Linked DNA regions of Gossypium arboreum: all the other regions are linked to region 3. The links are chromatin contacts, called in public Hi-C maps. All regions are on one chromosome and are shown on one strand. Each heading gives the region's core, a stretch centred on a gene start, on an enhancer-like site or on the middle of the called end of the contact. The rest is flanking DNA. Distances are from core to core; before and after follow the strand shown. Region 1 holds the start of LOC108474666 (pentatricopeptide repeat-containing protein At1g05670, mitochondrial). Region 2 holds the start of LOC108476291 (3-ketoacyl-CoA synthase 6). Region 3 holds the start of LOC108474561 (protein PTST homolog 2, chloroplastic).

The links. Hi-C and Micro-C count contacts between places; a contact is called where the count stands out from the background.
Region 1: a contact with region 3 is called in a Hi-C map of leaf, with 3 times the contacts expected there. The contact joins the promoter of LOC108474666 here to the promoter of LOC108474561 in region 3. A contact is called at or near these places in 2 of 5 Hi-C or Micro-C datasets (both in leaf).
Region 2: a contact with region 3 is called in a Hi-C map of leaf, with 2.1 times the contacts expected there. The contact joins the promoter of LOC108476291 here to the promoter of LOC108474561 in region 3. A contact is called at or near these places in 2 of 5 Hi-C or Micro-C datasets (both in leaf).

The regions. Positions count from the first base shown.
Region 1 is chr3:12,219,321-12,222,643 of ASM2569848v2, reverse strand. LOC108474666 (pentatricopeptide repeat-containing protein At1g05670, mitochondrial) reads left to right here and starts at 1,443. Exons shown (of 3, transcript XM_017776659.2): 1 at 1,443-1,616; 2 at 2,117-2,310; 3 at 2,684-3,323. The coding sequence starts at 2,826.
Region 2 is chr3:11,787,821-11,791,193 of ASM2569848v2, reverse strand. LOC108476291 (3-ketoacyl-CoA synthase 6) reads left to right here and starts at 1,278. Exons shown (of 1, transcript XM_017778463.2): 1 at 1,278-3,338. The coding sequence starts at 1,454. The coding sequence ends at 2,944.
Region 3 is chr3:11,991,157-11,994,764 of ASM2569848v2, reverse strand. It overlaps LOC108474561 (protein PTST homolog 2, chloroplastic), which reads left to right and starts at 1,632. Exons shown (of 8, transcript XM_017776526.2): 1 at 1,632-2,440; 2 at 2,892-3,057; 3 at 3,345-3,525. The coding sequence starts at 1,857.

The sequences.
Region 1 (3,323 bases), core at 194-2,693, 230 kb before region 3:
AGGGACTATTTAGTGAACTCAATAAAGACCTTCAAATCAGACACGATATTTTGTGACGATCAGTGCCATCTTTCTTACAAAAGATCAAATGTTTCATGAGAGAACAAAACACATTGATATTCGGTATCATTTTGTTCGTGATATTATTGCTCGTGGTGATATTGTTGTGAGCAAAATTAGCACTCATGAAAATCCTGCAGATATGATGACTAAGTCACTTCCTATAACCAAGTTTGAGCATTGCTTAGACTTGGTTGGTGTTCATTGTTGAAGTTAAACCCTTAAGGGGTTATTTGGAAGAGGTGAAGAACTTGTTTATTGAAAGTTCGCGATGAAAAACTTGTTCATTGAGAATTTGTGTCAAGGTGGAGATTGTTAGAATTAAGTGACCCAAATCCTTATTTAAATAAAATACGATGGAAAATAAAATAAAAGTAAAATCCATATAGAACTAGACTTCTTTTATTTTATTTTAGAATAAGGTTTTTAAACCTTATTAAACTCCATCTATTTTATATTGATTAGGATAAGGTGTTTCAATCTTACTAGAATATGGCTTTGCAAGCCTATAAATAGACATAGTCTATTCCTCTTGTATTTGAGTAAAAATTTTTCGACATAGTGAATTTTCTTCTCCTCTGCCCGTGGTTTTTTTCCCGAAAGGGTTTCCACGTAAAATTTATGTGTTCTTTATTTTTATTTATTTTATTCTATTTTATTTTTCACAATATGGTTTTGCCAAACAGCCAATCACGGTCAAGAAATCTATCACCCTCTCAATGGTATTGGGCGATGAACATACAGTCATAAAGATGATTGACCTTTTAGTGGTAAACCATCTGACTGCATATAATGCAATCTTCTGGTAGGCCAATAACATGAATGGCCAAGATGGTTGTGGCCATTTTCTATATGATGGTAAAATTCCCAAAACCCTCAAGGGAAGGGTACTTGAAATGTAACTAGCTAAAGGCTTGAGCCATATCATTTTCCTGAGGCTTACAAAAGAAATGATAGCTCTTTCTCCTCTTCTTCTTGCATCCTAGAACCATGTTCGACAAAACTCATCGGTTGGGGTGAACTTGATTGACAAAAGGGCATATATACTTGGAAGGTTTGGAAGTTAGGTCTAAAGCCAAACTTCCAAAGTTGAGGCTGCAAAAGTCACAAAATTTATCTTTATACTTGATTGAGGATCAATTATTAATAAAATGAGTTTATGTTTAATGTTAAAGAGAGAATAACTTAACAAATATGAAATATTAGAATAAGTAGATAAATTTATTTAGAAAATTTATTTATTTTATTAATTTTATTAGTACTCGCATTCTTTTAATTAGAGAATATGAATTACTACATATATTTATACATTTTCCAATTCCCAACTGAATTTGATTTGATGGCCTATAATAAATAAAAAGCCCAATAGAAGCCGAGAAAATCATGTAGAAGCCCAACCCCTACGATGAAGCACTGTCCCAACTGGCAGCTCACCTACTGCAATTTGGTCTCTCTTTTACTTCTGTAGCTGAACAGTCGAAGCAAAATCTTCGTGCCTCTTTTGGAACTAGGAAACCAACTGAAGCACCTTCCTACTGGTTTTCTTCGAATTCAAGGTATCAGTCGCATTCACGTTTTCCTGTTAATGGGTTTTCTTTATTTTATTTTCTTTTATTTTCTATGCCATCGACTTTTTTCTTTCTTTCTTTGAGGTGCTCTTTAAAATCTGCCGCAATGTGTTGTTCCAGCCGTTTCTTGGGTTTCTCTATGGATTCAATTGAGATTATAGAATTATAGTAAATTTTTTTTTTGTGTGGATTGCGTATGGTAAAGAATCTAAGTTTACTCTCCTTATGTTTGATGAATTGCCTATGAGAGAACTATTCATATCGGTATAGAAAAAGGGTACATTTGTTGTTAAGCTGTTGAAATTAGCTGCTTTCATTAGTACATGGTTTGAAATTCTTTTCCGTCACAAACAGTAGGAACTGATGATATATTTATTTAGCTTTGACATTTTAGAGGTGATTGAATAGGCTCTTTATAAGTTTCCAGTAGTAGAACTGAATATGGAATTTCAGCAGTTGACTAATATAAGTGTTTTCTCCATCATCAGGAAAAGGCCACTGAACAAGATGCTGTTGAAATTTTGATGTATGAGAGTTTATGTTTTGCATACGGCTTGCTTGAGGTGTTGATCTTTGTGACTTCTGTCACCATATGGAATAACATCATTAGCTAAATAATTCTTTCGTTCCCTATAGCAGTTTTTACTCGGAGGAATATGTTTTGCTGAAAGGAGAAAACAAGGTACTTCAAATTTCACTGTTTGAATAGCATTTGATTTATATATTCTTTTTTCATTAATTTCAAATTCATTAGAAATGTTTATTGATTGCACAAGTCAGAGAGGTGAACCAACATTTTTGTTAAAATGATTACCTTCATTGTTTAACTATTGACTTCACCTCCATAATGACATGTGGTTTATGTACGAAGTTTAGCTCAAATGAGAAGAGAGTGATAAATTTGTGGATATCAATTTAATGTGTTGCTTAATGATGATATTAGTGGGCATTTCATATCACTTAGCATTTAGTAATGATTGAGTGTTGCTGAAAATGTGATTTCACTGATTTGCTACTATGCTAACGTCTATTTATTATTATCCTAATATATGCAGCTTTTACCATGATAATTTGCATTCTCCTTATGATGGTGTGATGAGAAAGTTCCTTCATTCTGTTTCTTCTTCATGGAGAGGAATTGCTGTCTTCTTGAACAAAGATTCTCAAAATTTCTCGTGATGGGTTTTTCCTGCAAAGATGATCAAGTTTGCTGTCTCTTCCTTGAGCCATTGTTTCCAGCTCTTATCTCATTGTTATCCCCAAAGTTTTGCCCCCAAATCTGGTCCACCTTTCTTCAAAAGATATTTGGGCCCTATACTCCACTTGTCGGACTCTGCCAATACCAGGCCTTTTCCCGATTATTCCCCAAAGAAACCTACCGTCAAGGACTCAGAACTTGTGCATCAAATCTCAAATGCAATAAAATTACGCCGTTCTGAGCCCGTCTGTCGTGTTCTGAAGCCTTATGAGTCAAAATTTAGATCTGATCATTTGATTTGGGTTCTGATGAACATTAAGGGTGAATATAGACTTGTTTTGGATTTCTTTGAGTGGGCATGCTTGCGTAGAGACCCAATACTCGAAGCCCGTTGCATTGTTATCCAAATTGCCGTAGCTTCTAAAGATTTAAAAATGGCTCATCAACTTATTCATGACTTTTGGTCAAAACCTGATTTGGATATTGGTCTATCACTC
Region 2 (3,373 bases), core at 29-2,528, 200 kb after region 3:
GGTGAAGAAGTGGACAGAGAGGGACAGTAGAAAGTGGAGAGATTTTAGGAATATTTCCAGAATTCGATTTCAACACCACTTCTATCTCCTTGGCGCCATAGGCAGAGGAAATTGCAAAAATATTTTTGCTTTGCACACACAAGGATTCAAACACAATACCTCTAGGTAAGATAAAACCTTATCACTGAACCAACAAATTCCTTCACATCAACAATTGAGCAAAAATAATATATAAGTTAAATGTTAAAGGAAAGGGGTTGAAAAAAATAACAAAAATTCAAAGGAAATGATTTGAACAGATGACTTTAACACTTAAATAGAACACATAACTAGTGAACCAAATTAATTTACTTGACATGATTTAACAATTAAAAAATAAGAATTTAGGAGATTACATGTTAGGAATTAATTTGTAATAATTTATTAATTATGATTACTCATATTTATTTTTGTAATTGTGTTACACTTAAAAAAATATTAAAATGTAAATAACTAAACATAATCTACACATTATATGAGTCACAAGCTATTTAAACAAATAATAATGGGAAGGGAGAGGACTTAAAAAGTTGATACCCACGGCTTACTTTGACTTGTTTTTCACAGTGGGGACATAAATATCCCCCAAATTTGGTGAGATGAATTAGTTGAAGTCAAAATAACATATATTTAGGTTGCATGATGCTGTTTTTTTTCCTTCGAAAACTAATCATTTATTTAAACTTGCCTGACATCACATGTGTTTATAAATTTCCAAATGGATGATTGCGATATAAGTGGCACTTGGAACATAAAAGACAAAACTATAAAATCTTAGTAAAAACTAAAAACCCTTTTTACTTTTTCCTTTTTCATAAACTGGTTAATTCTATTTTACAACTTCATTAAAATAAATTATATATCTTATTAGATTATACATTGAAATTCAAATAAACCTTCAAAAATTAAGGTTGAATTTTAAAAATGAGAAGTGTATAAGTTGTTAGAAATAAAGAACTTTTTCATATAAAAATCTTAAAAGATATAATTATCAATATTGAGTAAAAAGAAAATTAAAGACTAACTAAATAATGTAGACCTAAAACAATGAAGGGTGAGAGATGGAGTGTGAAGAAGGAAGAAACAGGGGGATGAGATGGTTGGTTATAATTAATGAAAAAAACACCAAGTAAGCACAAAATTAAAGGAGACGGATAGAGCAAAAGAGAGGTTATTGGTGAAAGCAAGTATTTAGTTAGAACACGGATATAAAGGGAGTTAGGAAAATTTAATTGAGGGAGTTAAGTGGGCGTTGAGTGATGCCACTGCTTCATTTATTCCTCTCATCTGCCCACTGACCCTCTCCCTCTTTGCTTCTTCCTTTTTGCCTTTAAATCCTCCCTCTCCTCTGCTCCATTTATGTACCCACACCTCTTTTTCTTATCTTCTTAATTATTTCTCTATCTCTTGCAATATGCCTCCAGCCTCGCCCGATTTCTCCAGCTCTGTCAAGCTTAAGTATGTTAAGCTTGGCTACCAATACGTTGTGGATCATTTTCTTACTCTCTTGTTGGTTCCTGTCATGGTTGGGATCCTCATTGAAGTTGTTCGTTTAGGCCCTGAAGAGATTATTAACCTATGGAATTCCCTCCATTTTGATCTTATTCAGATATTGTGCTCTTCTTTCTTCATCATTTTTATTGCCACTGTTTACTTCATGTCCAAGCCACGATGCATCTACCTTGTGGATTATGCATGCTACAAGCCTCCTGTGACTTGCAGGGTTCCTTTTGCCACTTTCATGGAGCACTCCAGGTTGATTTTGAGCAACAATCCTAAGAGCGTGGAGTTCCAGATGAGGATTCTGGAACGGTCTGGGCTGGGTGAAGAGACTTGTTTGCCTCCTGCTATTCATTACATCCCTCCAAAGCCAACCATGGAGGCCGCTAGAGGCGAGGCTGAGGTTGTTATTTTCTCAGCTATGGATTCTTTGTTCAAGAAAACGGGGCTGAAACCTAAAGACATTGATATTCTTATTGTCAACTGCAGTCTCTTCTCCCCCACGCCATCTTTGTCTGCTATGGTGATCAACAAATACAAGCTGAGGAGTAACATTAAGAGCTTTAATCTTTCGGGAATGGGGTGCAGTGCGGGGCTTATCTCCATTGATTTAGCTCGGGATCTTCTCCAAGTACACCCGAATTCTAATGCAGTTGTTGTCAGCACAGAGATCATCACTCCCAACTACTACCAGGGTAAAGAAAGAGCTATGCTCCTTCCCAACTGTCTCTTCCGCATGGGTGGTGCAGCAATCCTGTTGTCAAACCGCCGCTCAGAGAGGCGGAGAGCCAAGTACCGACTTGTCCACGTTGTTCGAACCCACAAAGGAGCTGATGACAAGGCCTACCGATGCGTGTTTGAAGAAGAAGACAAAGAAGGCAAAGTTGGGATATCATTATCTAAAGATCTCATGGCTATAGCTGGAGAGGCTTTAAAATCCAACATTACCACAATAGGGCCTTTGGTGCTTCCAGGGTCAGAACAACTTCTATTTCTTCTCACTCTGATCGGGCGTAAAATCTTCAACCCCAAGTGGAAGCCTTATATCCCAGACTTCAAGCTGGCGTTTGAGCACTTCTGCATCCATGCTGGAGGGCGAGCAGTGATAGATGAACTGCAAAAGAACCTGCAGCTGTCAGCAGAACACGTAGAGGCATCTAGGATGACATTGCACAGATTCGGAAACACCTCCTCCTCATCCTTGTGGTACGAGATGAGCTACCTTGAGGCAAAAGGGAGGATGAAAAAGGGAGATAGGATTTGGCAGATTGCTTTTGGGAGTGGATTCAAGTGTAACAGTGCGGTGTGGAAGTGCAATCGAACCATCAAAACACCAACAGATGGGCCTTGGGAGGATTGCATCCATAGGTATCCCGTTCATATCCCTGAAGTTGTCAAGCTCTAGACAGCTTCTTCATTCATGGCTTTCCTTCTTTGCCTTTAGTACTTTGCTAAAATCATCATCATCTACTTCTTATCCTACTTCATCTCTGCCTTTACATTTCTCCTCTGTATTTTTCTTAGCTCCTACTCATTTGTCTCTCCTCTTCCTTTTTCCATTTTCTCTTTTCAAGTCATGAATTCACATAGATACCAAATATGATCACATTTATGTGTTAATTAAATGTATCCCTTGCAAGGGAATGAAAAAACAGTGTGGAAACAGGTTGGATTAGCTCCTTGAAATAAACCTGGAATATTTAACAGAAAATGCTATACATGTGCTTGATTGTACAAAGAAAAAAAAAAGGAAGTTATAGCTAAATTTGTCAATCATAATAATAGTCTTTTATCCCTAATCTTTTTAATCCTTTTGCTGCTGTCCCTGTAGGGT
Region 3 (3,608 bases), core at 383-2,882:
CAATCTCCATCGACAAACCCTAATTGGTTCTTCGCTAACAACACGATTTGCATTGAATGACTCTAAAGGCTATAATTCTTGAGACCAGGTAGCCGGTGAGAAACAAGTAGACTTCCTGGCGTACCAGATGGATACAATTAAAGAGGATTTGTGAAATTGATGACTGTAGAATCCATGGTTGAGAGACAATAACGCCACTATTGAGAACACAGAAAGAAAGAAAATGAAACAAATTAGAGGAAAGCCCAAAAGCAAAACAGAACAGCCCAATAACAAGGTCCAATAAAAAGCAACCAGGCCCTATATGAATGAGCAACTTGCAAGGAAAAAATAAGCAAGATTGAAGAAATCAACCATGGAGACCAAGAGAAAAATCGAAACCTGGGACTAATAGCATGTCAAAGATACAATACTTGCAATGTAAAGAATACATCAAAATCTTCATTCATCATTGAATTAAATTACAATGTGTCTATTTATACTACTTTGCTAGCTACCTAACTATGCAACTAATCCATTACTAATTCTTAATCACTCAACAACTAACTAAACTAATTTCTACATATGACTCTATTGGCATGCCAATTGTATTAAAATATTTATTGTATTAAATTAATTTATTAATAAAATTTATTCAACTCATGAGTATAAAACTTATATGATACTTATCTGTAAAAATAAAATTATATAACTAAATAAATATTCTGGTTAAAATAGTTATTATTAAATAAAAAATACACACAATGTATGATGACATAGTAAGAGATAGACGTGTGCATGGTCGGGCCGGGTTGGGTTCGGACCGGGCCCAACTAAAAATTTAAGCCCGCTTGCTAGGCCAGACCGACCCAAACCAAAAAATGGGCCTAAAATTTTACCCAAGCCCGACGAATAAAAATGTTAAAACCGAGCCCGACTCGACCGCCCATATTAATTTTTATATTATTTTATATAATTTTAAAATATATATAAACCATCAAAAATACTAAAATATCAAAATAAATATTTCTCAACAAATTAAAAATAAATTTTAAAAATATGTATACTTAAATAACACTAAAATAGATGCAATTTAACAAGCAAATGCTTCTAAAATAATAACAAAATTAACAAATGTCTTTAAAATAATAAAAAATTAACAATAAAATAAGTTTTATATAATACCCAAACAATAACAACAAAATAATAGCAACCTAATAGTAAAATAGTAGCAAAATAGGGAGAAAATAATAAGAAAATAATATTAAAAAATCAATTTTTTTTCATTTAGTGAATTCAAGCCGGGCCCGAGCCAAAAATGTCTTACCTGAGGCTCGGCCCGTTTTTAAACAGGTTTTATTTTTTCTCTAAACTCATTTTTCGAGCTTATATTTTTGCCTAAACCCTCTTACATTTCGAGCGGACCTTCAAGCCGGGTCAGGTGGCCCGGCCATGCACACCTCTAGTAAGAGATTAGCAATGTGGGAAAAGGGCTAACAATATATTTGATCCACTTGAAAAGAAGAAAATGTTTCATCCCAAAAATTTCGAAAAAAGTGGAGGAATTAATTAAAAGAAAATGGAGTTGAAGTAGTAAAAAGTATTGATTATTAGTGAAAATTTGCCCGCCCAAAATATATCTAAAACGGTGCTCCACCACCTCCGCATTAAATGAAGGTTACGCTTTTCGGTAGTATTGTTCGTTACTTGCCTAAGCCCCTCTCTCTCTCCCCTTTACCCTTTTCCTTTTATTGATTTCTTCCTATCATTTCTTTCCCCCTCTTCCCTCTCTACACGCCTAAGATACCTGAAGATGGAATCTTTTTAATTAGTTTTCTTTTTTACCGTCAGCAAGTGTTTGGAGAAATGCCAGAATCATGGCCACCTTCACCTCCTCCACCTATACTTCTGTCTCGCCTCATTCGTTTTTAACGCACTTCCGTGCTCGGGTTTTCCCATCCTGTTTCTGCGGGATTAACCCAGGGAACAAAGGGAATTCGGTGTCTCTGAAGCTGAATCTTGTTCGCGGGTTGGTGTTTGGGGAAGATAAGAAAAGGGTTTCTTGGTGGTCTTGTTGTTGCAAGAAAGGGTGGGACAACGACGGGGATTTAGCATTGGAGGCAGATATATTGGAGTTCATGAAAAATAGTGACAAACCTGAGGCTTTTCCAAGCAAGAAAGAGCTGGCTGATGCTGGGAGGATGGATCTGGTTGAGGGGATTAAGAGACAAGGAGGGTGGCTTGCTATGGGCTGGGACTTGGATGATGATGATGAAGAACATGGATTTCAAGAAAAAGGGTTCCCAGAAGCTGGTGTTAAGGATTGGGACCTTTTGGAGAAGGAGAAGAAATGGGATAACCAGACTTTTCAAGAAAGGGCTCAAAGTGAAGTTGAAATTAGTGGGACTTCTTATTTGGCTGTTAATTCTTCTAGCTCAACCTCCTCGTCTGGTAGATCACTGTGAGATCTTTAATTCTTGGGATTTTATTTGCTTAGTCTATTTTTATTTTCTTGTGTGGAAAAGTTAGTTATTGCACTTGTTATTCGAATGCCTTGTTGAAATTTATTCTTTGTAGTTTACCATTCCCGTGTTTAGAACGAATTGTTACAAATGTTTAATCTTTCATTGCTGTGTAAAAGGTAATTTGCTTGGACTTGTTATTGCTTGTGAGATATTATTTGAAATTGACTGCGTTATGATGTTAAAAGAATCAATCTTGTGCTTATATTTTTGTGATGTTTGGGATATATAAACACAATTGCTAAGATAAATGTGTTGCCTTGAATGAGCTTATACTTTTTCCTGCAAACCAATTATCTCCTTTTAAAATTAGAGGAATGGGGAGAATGCTGGAGTCTTGGGAGTTCTGTGTCCTTGGTAGGTTTTTGACAAAAGTTTTGGTTTGTTCAGAGAAGTAGCAGCTAAGGATGATTGTGGCGTTGAGGGTATTCTGAGTCGCTTAGAGAGAGAAAGGAATATGAATTTTGGGATTGGTTTCAGAGACAAAGGTGACAATACTTGTCCCCAAACTAACTGTACTGAAGAAGAGTCTCTTGTCCAAGCCTCAACAGATGTGGTACGTTGCGTTTATTAGTTTTGAAATCTTTCTAACATCCTTGTATAATTTTTTGAAATCTTTCTTACATCCCTGTATAATTTTTCAGCTTATTTTGGTTTCATATTTTACTTTATATGAATAAAGGATTTTTTTAAAAACTTTTTTAGGATAATTATGTCCCCCCAACTGTTATCTTTGTCCCACCCATTTTAACCTTGATTCTTTTTGTTTTCATTTTATCGTCAGCCTCTTGGTGTGGAATTTATCATAATTGTAACTTTTTTGTATTTGTTATGTTGTAAAAGACAGTTGGTCGTCCTCATAGAAGAAAACTTATGTCATTCAGTGGCAGTTCTGGCCAAGTCAATGATACCACGGCCAAGTTTATTCAGGACCAGCCTCTATCAGGCATTGATGGTTTAAGAAATCCAACATGGAGAGAGTGGAGCCTTCAAAGAGCAGGAATCGCTGGCAAGGAATTTGAAGGTAGTCCATCCGTTTTTTTCTGTTGTTTCATGTCTTAAATTTTGATATGATATGCATCTATTTGCACTAGTTCAACTGCTGAA